Regions from separate parts of the Callithrix jacchus genome. Here region 1 is linked to region 2. A link is a contact called in public Hi-C data. All regions are on one chromosome and are shown on one strand. Each heading gives the region's core, a stretch centred on a gene start, on an enhancer-like site or on the middle of the called end of the contact. The rest is flanking DNA. Distances are from core to core; before and after follow the strand shown. Region 1 holds the start of IRS1 (insulin receptor substrate 1). Region 2 has its middle 670 kb from the start of NYAP2.

What was found. Hi-C and Micro-C count contacts between places; a contact is called where the count stands out from the background.
Region 1: a Hi-C map of skeletal muscle shows a contact between it and region 2, with 4 times the contacts expected there. The contact joins the promoter of IRS1 here to the enhancer-like site in region 2. A contact is called at or near these places in 2 of 3 Hi-C or Micro-C datasets (both in skeletal muscle).

What each region holds. Positions count from the first base shown.
Region 1 is chr6:148,439,307-148,442,958 of calJac240_pri, forward strand. IRS1 (insulin receptor substrate 1) reads right to left here and starts at 2,073. Exons shown (of 3, transcript XR_004744891.3): 1 at 1-2,073.
Region 2 is chr6:147,751,973-147,755,491 of calJac240_pri, forward strand. No RefSeq gene overlaps it. Among named protein-coding and RNA genes, the nearest start is that of NYAP2, 670 kb to the left of the region's middle. Within about 2 kb of position 1,344, at least 1 of the 16 cell types and tissues checked has an H3K27ac peak or open chromatin away from gene starts, as enhancers often do. A contact at or near this core is called in skeletal muscle, where this site is marked.

The DNA of each region.
Region 1 (3,652 bases), core at 823-3,322, 690 kb after region 2:
ACTGAGACGGTGTCTTCTGGTGGGAAATGGAAGGGGATGTGCCTGCCGAGTGAGTTCTCTTTCGGAATCGATTATCCAGATCGGCAGCACTGGCTGCTTCATCCCCAGTCAAGGCTGGACTAGTGCCCAAGCCTGTTCCTGGGGTGTAGCGGTGGCCATTGCCACCCCGTGACAAAATGTAGTGACCGTTGGGAGCAGTCAGGGTTGAGGGCCCCTTGCCGCCCATGCAGATATAGTTGCTTAGCTCCTCCTCACCGCGGGCCGGTGGGGTGTGACCCACGGAATCCGGAGTGACACTGCGAAAGGAACTCCGGAAATCGCAGGGACTGGAGCCATACTCATCAGAGGAGACAAAACCGCCATCGCTGGGGGAACCAGACACCGAAGCACTAGACCGCCGTGGGAAGAGACAATCTGAGGTGGAGCCATGGCCACTGGTGCTGCTGGATGACAGACTGACCGGGCTGGTGGCCGAAGGCGAGCAGCGGGAAGCTGGCATGGGGATGGAGCGGCTGTGGTTGAGCGGGGGGTGCAGCCGTGCGCTGCCCCGGTGCCGGTGGGCGTGGGTTCTGTTGGTGCTGGGACTCACAGGACTACCGTCCACCGAGGCCGGGCGAGACATGGTGCCTTCACCGTCGCTGGAGGCGCGGACCCGGAAGGAGCCTGGTTTCCCGCCCACCATGCTGGCTGGGGAGGTGGCCGTGATGCTCTCGGTGCGTGATCGGCGTGTCAGCCCCACCTGGCTGGGCGGGAGGTTGTTGAGATGGTGCCGGCGCAGGGGGACGCTGATGGGGTTGGAGCAGTTGGACGAGGACTGGCTCTTGCTGCGAGGGCGGAACTCATCGCTCATGGCCCGCATGGCCTCCAGGATGGTCTCGTGCATGTTCTGGGCCACCACGGAGTCATCCACCTGCATCCAGAACTCCCCAGGCCCCGTCACGGCAGAACGACCCACCTCGATGAAGAAGAAGTTCTCCGAGTGGCCGCAGCGCCTGATGTTCATCAGCTGCAGCACCACAGCCGCTACCTCCGAGTTCAGCTTCACGAAGCTGATGGTCTTGCTTGTCAGGCAGAGGCGGTATATACCAATCAGGTTCTTTGTCTGACCCAGGCCCTTGGGCTTCAGGATCACCTGCCAGACTTCTTTGAATGTGGGTCCTGGGGGCCCGTCCCCGTAGCTGAGGTCCTCCCCAGCCTCACCAACTCCCGAGCTGCCGCTGCAGCTGCTCCCGCCGCCTCCCGCCCCGAGGACCGCAGCTCCATCGTGGTGGCCCTTGGCGCGGTTGTGCAGCTGCAGGAGAGCCTGGTACCAGCTGTCTTGTTCGGCCTCGCTGTCCGCCGCGATGGCAAAGTGCTCGTCCCGGGTGTAGAGAGCCACCAGGTGCTTGTTCTTGGAGTCAGCACGCTTGTTGATGTTGAAGCAGCTCTCAAGGGGGATTGAGCGTTTGGGGGCGCTCGACTTGTGCCGCCACTTCTTCTCGTTCTCGTAGTACTCGAGGCGCGCCGGGCCCCCAGCCTCGCTGGCCGCGCGCAGTACGAAGAAGCGTTTGTGCATGCTCTTGGGTTTGCGCAGGTAGCCCACCTTGCGCACGTCCGAGAAGCCCTCGCTCTCCAGAGGGCTTGCCATGCTGCCGCTGCCACCACCGCCGCTGAGCAGAGGGAGGCGCCGAAAAACAACCGGGTGGGGGGCAAAGGCTCCTCGCCACAGCCCCACACATGCAAATAGGGCTGGAGGCAGCAGAAACCCCAGACTCCGAAATCCACACAGTCTCCCGCACCGCACCGGGGAGGGGCAACTGGAGGAGGACGCAGCGGCTGCACCAAAGAGAGACCCCGACCGGAGTTTTACCGGCGCTTCACGCCCGGGAGAGAGGCAGTGAGTCCGGGATGAGGGCAGCCCTGATCCTTTGAGAGCCAAGTCTCTTCTCAGCCACTGCCGCTACCGGGAAGGAGCGAAGATGCATCTCTCACCGCCCCGACTGGAGTCCAGCGCAGGGAGGCAGTGGTTGGGGGTCCCCGCGTTGCCCCTCTAGGCGTGCGCGAGCGCGCGCCTTCCCTCCTGAGTTCCCCTCTGGAGTAGAGATTCCCGAGGCAAATTAAATATCCTTGGGTAGGGGGAGGCGGGTTGCCAAGTCCCAACGTTGGGTTCTCCCTCCTCCTTCTTCTCCTCCTCCTCCTCCGCCTCCTCCCACCCCCCAACCGTCCCAGCCGCCACCAGCAGTCCAAATACCAGCTCAATCGCAGAGACCGCGGCGCTGCGGCTGTTGCTGCTGCTGCTGCCGCCGCCCGCGGGCGCGTCCTCTGCAGCCCCCATTCGGGCCCATCTCGGCGGGCGGAGAAAGTGGCTTTTCCATTCGAAACGCTACTGGGCAGCCAGGGCAGCTGAGGACAGGCCGGAGGGACAGGCTCATCCCTGCCCCTCGCTGCAGTCGGCAGGGGAGAAGGGCAGGGGACAAGGGCGGCAGGCGAAGGGGGAGGTTTGGAAGGGTTCGGGAAGACGGCTGTTCTCTGGGAGGCGCTGCCGCTGCAGTTACTTCTCCCCTCCTCCCTCCCTCCTCCTCCTCCTCGGAGAGTTGCCGAGAGCCCCAACCAAAACAAGCCGCGGCGTCTGGCTCTGCGCGCCGGCCCCCTCCGACCGCGCCGCCGTCTCACTCAGAGGAGAAAAACACGTGACGGAGCCTCCGCGCTCGGCAGCCGGGCCGCCGCCGCCGCCGCAGCCGGGAGGCTCCCGCCCGGGTCTCTACATTCCGGGCCGATCCCGCCCCGCGCCCGCCCCTCTCCGCCCCCCGGCCTTGCCGCAGCGGCGCCCGCGCCGAGCCCCCGCGCAGCGCTAGGACAGCGCCCCTGTGCGGCCACCAGCTCGCGCGCAGCGCCTCCCTCCCCGTGCGCTACCCAGGGCGCCCCAGGCCCTCAGGAATCCCCGCGGCGGGCGCGGGCGGGGGTGTTTGGGTGGCTACCCGAAAGCACGAGGGGAGTCTGGGAAAACGGGAGGGGGCGAGCTCGGGAAGACGCAGGAGTGAGGGTGGGGGCGACGGGGGGGTACTGCGGCTGTGGAGCCCCTAGTGGGAGGCCCGGGGGAGGCGGGGGCGCGGGAGCTGGGTTGCCTCTTACCTAGCAGGTAAGATCGACCCGCGGGAGGGAGGTTTCTATTCAAGGCTGTTTCTCCCAGAAAATATACAAGCTAGATTTCGGCTTCAGGGTGATAGGCCATGGTGCGGGGATCCGTATTTTTGTAAGGTTTTCCAAAGGACTTCTGGGCCAGCCTTCCACCTTGGAATCCCTGGATTTGCTGCCGTGAGGTTCCTGGAAGGAACAGAGGGACGCCCAAGGGCAGTGACTGGGGGCAGTTATGGTCACTGCCAAAGGAGAACAGGGATTTCCCAGGAAGCTGCTGATCAGTTAGGGAGAAACTGTAAATATCACCTTTTCTCCTATTCCCCTGGCCTATCCATTTGAGGGGGATTCACACCTAAGCCTCAGGGCATGGGGGAGGGGAAATGAAAGGTCCCTTATCATATTACGAAGTCTCTCCGTGACTTTAAAAAACTGTTACGGACTTACAGAGGATTCATAAGGCCAAAACCCGACTATGCAAATATTGGCTGAAATGTTTGTTTCACACACAGCTTCCACACCCATTGAACCACCCTAT
Region 2 (3,519 bases), core at 94-2,593:
ATTCTTCACAGCTATATGCCTAACACTTAAACCCCCACACTTAATAATCACTTAATACATAATTTATTAAATAAGCTAGCCCTGGTTTTCATGTCTGCACCAACACATAAGATCGTAGTTACATCACTTAGGATGCTTTAAGCTACAGAAAACTGAAACCCAAAGCCAAGTGGCTTAGACAGTCCCAAACATGTATTATCTTACAACAAGAAGTTCAGAGGTAAGGATGTACCAGAGTGCACTTGGCCTCTCAATGATATCATTAAGAAGCCAGATTCATTCTATCTCTCAGTTTTGTCATATTAGGAAGTTGACCTTTCCCTAGGCTTTTTGTGTTTGCAATATTCTGCAGCGGTTCTGGATTATCATATCCATTTATGAAAACATACAGAGGAAGAAATGGGACTATCACTTATTCAGTGATTCCTACGATCCATAAATAACCTTTTCTGGATGACACTTAGCAAACTTCTCATCAAAGCTCAGTGTTCACAGTTTTGTTGCACATCCACAAATAATCCAATCACAAGGGTATCAAGGCCATGGTGACTGATTCACACCAAAGATTTCCAAACTCTTTGATTGTGACCCATGATAGAGTTGTTTTTACATTGACACCAATACACACACACACACATAATTGGTATTTTTTTTAAAGTTTTTATAAGATTTTTCTTACCCTGTTTCTAACCTATATATAATCTGATATTTTCTATTCTACGAAATTTGAGACACAATAATATGACCCACTAATTTGATTTTAGGATTTAATAATTATGACTCATTGGAGTTATGTTGGAATAACATTATCCTTGACCAATAACAATCTACTTCTAAAACTAGGCTGTGAATCATTTGAAGTAAGAGTAGATGTCCAAACCAAATTAAAATTAGGGAAAAGAATAAGGTGGCCTTGGTGGAGGCAAATAGCATCTGCTGAATTTTTACTTAGTAATTTTAATTTATATTGTTAATTTGAATTTTCACATTACTTGTTTTATCATATGGTATATCTAATAAGAATTGTAACAAATATTCTCAAAATGTAAAACTATGGAAGACAATATGTTAGGAATCAAATACATTCTAGAATCACATCAAAAGGTAAAGTATGTAAAGATTGTTCCTTTTTTGTTATTTGTTTTGAAAATGTTACCTAAAATGGCAGAAATTAGAGCTTAAGTGTTGGGCCCCCAATAAATACCAAGTAAGTAGGAACTTCTCAGTTTCTTTGAAAGTCATCATAAACCACGCTGACTTCCCCAGGTGGCCTCTGAAAACCCTCCAATTGGCTCTTCTTGCTGATAATGAAGTGCACTACATTGATGTTCCCTACATTGATGTTCGCTGTCCAAGGTATTCTTACCAAAATACTAAAGGGAATGGTCTCCTCTCTGATGTCTCTGAAATAGACAAACTCAAACTAGTCTTCTTGGCTAGTCCTGTGAGCTAAGAAGTTGCATCCTTTTAGCCACTCTCTCAATCTTTTCTTCAGTTTTCTTCTTAAATATGTATCTATCTCCATTTTCTTCTAGCTTTATTTTTATTTAATAAAGCCCATAATTTCAATATGTACAGTAGACATTTTAATTCAAGTACAATATTTTGCAATTTCTTTAACATGGAACAGAATCAAAGAGTGCTACAAAACTGGATGATTTCGATAATGGAACATAATCACTTCAATCCCCAATATTTTATTTAATTTTAATCACTTCTATGAAATGTAAACTGTATTATTGAATTACTTATCATAATAAAATATGGCAAGAATCTAACCTTTTGTTGATTCACGATGATTATTAGAGACAGAACTTATTTCTTAATACTTTAATACAGAAATCCTACATGTGTTTACTGAAAACATTTTGATAAATAAAATAAGGTAATGAATGCAGCACTCAGCTCACACCAAAATAAAGCATGGCCAGGGAAGGAGGAAATAGCAGAAAGATAAAATAATCTATGGAGAGAAATTTGAAGGATTAGTGCTATCCCAAGGAGACTAGGATTTCTAAATTTGAATATTCTCCTTGTTCCCAGTCTTAAGCAAGCCATATATACATGCAGTCCATATACAGAGATGCATTTGTGTGTAATGTTCTAGCATAGATTTTCATCATATTCTTGTACTCTATACTATAAAACGGGTAAGCCAAGGCATGGCTTAACTGAGAGAGTTAAATGACAGTATCAGAGTCAGTGACAGATTTGGTTCTGTATCCAAACCTACTTTCTGTGACCTCATATGTTCCCTTTGAATCAGGCCTAAGAATAGTCTTGATACCACAGAGGACACCCTCTCTACCCACGTGAGAACCAGGGCAAGGAAAAACCAGGCTCACCTTGAGAGGAATGTGGCTTTGCACCAGGTATTTCAGGGTCACTCAGCAGGGTTATTTTTGCTATTCTGCTGGCCTTTCCTCCCTGGCTGTGGCCCAGAACACTCCAGGCTCTGTCATCGTTTTGCACTGCACAGAGCAGCCCATTGGCCTTAATACCTGAAACCACAGCTGCACTTCAGGACCTGTTATAATCAACCCAAGGCTTCATAAGGCATTACGTTTCCTCTCTGCCTTCTACATAAGGTGACAGATGGCACTATTACATCACATTCAGCTTTTTGGGGAAGTAAGCTTAATAAACTATGGAATAATCTCTATCAGAACCCAAGAAAGCAATGGGCCAGGGAGTCAGAGATTGGCTGCCCAATTTCTCGAAAAGGAAGTAGATTTATTCTAGCAAATCTAGCCCTATATGAAGACAGAAAATCATGGTATTCTTTATCACCCTCATTCAGCAGCACCAGCAATTTCAGCTGTGTATTTTCCTATTATCTTACCAGGAGGGTCACTAGTAAATACAGATGGACATTTAAAAAGTTCATGTTCAGGATAATATAAAGTAATAATATGAATAAGAGTAGATTAAATGTAAATGTAATAAGATCACAGTGAGTGCCAACACTATCATACTACATGGAAAGAAGCACAGCAGACTTAATATGTTTTCAGGGTAGCCATGGCAAATCCTTTTTTTTTTTTTTTTTTGAGACGGAGTTTCGCTCTTGTTACCCAGACTGGAGTGCAATGGCACGATCTCGGCTCACCGCAACCTCCGCCTTCTGGGTTCAGGCAATTCTCCTGCCTCAGCCTCCAGAGTAGCTGGGACTACAGGCATGCACCACCATGCCCAGCTAATTTTTGTATTTTTAGTAGAGACAGGGTTTCACCTTGTTGACCAGGATGGTCTCTATCTCTTGACCTCGTGATCCACCTGCCTCGGCCTCCCAAAGTGCTGGGATTATAGGCGTGAGCCACCGCGCCCGGCCTGGCAAATCCTTAAATTACAAAATATTCCTGTATTATGATGTGTCATGGATAATTAGAGAAAATATTATTTGAGATCAGAAAACTTGGATTTTAACCCTGGCTTTGCTATTAGTTAGTGTTGACCTAAATAACAGAGACTCTCTAAAACAGAATTAACATTTATTCAGTAATGGTTATTGGAATGAAA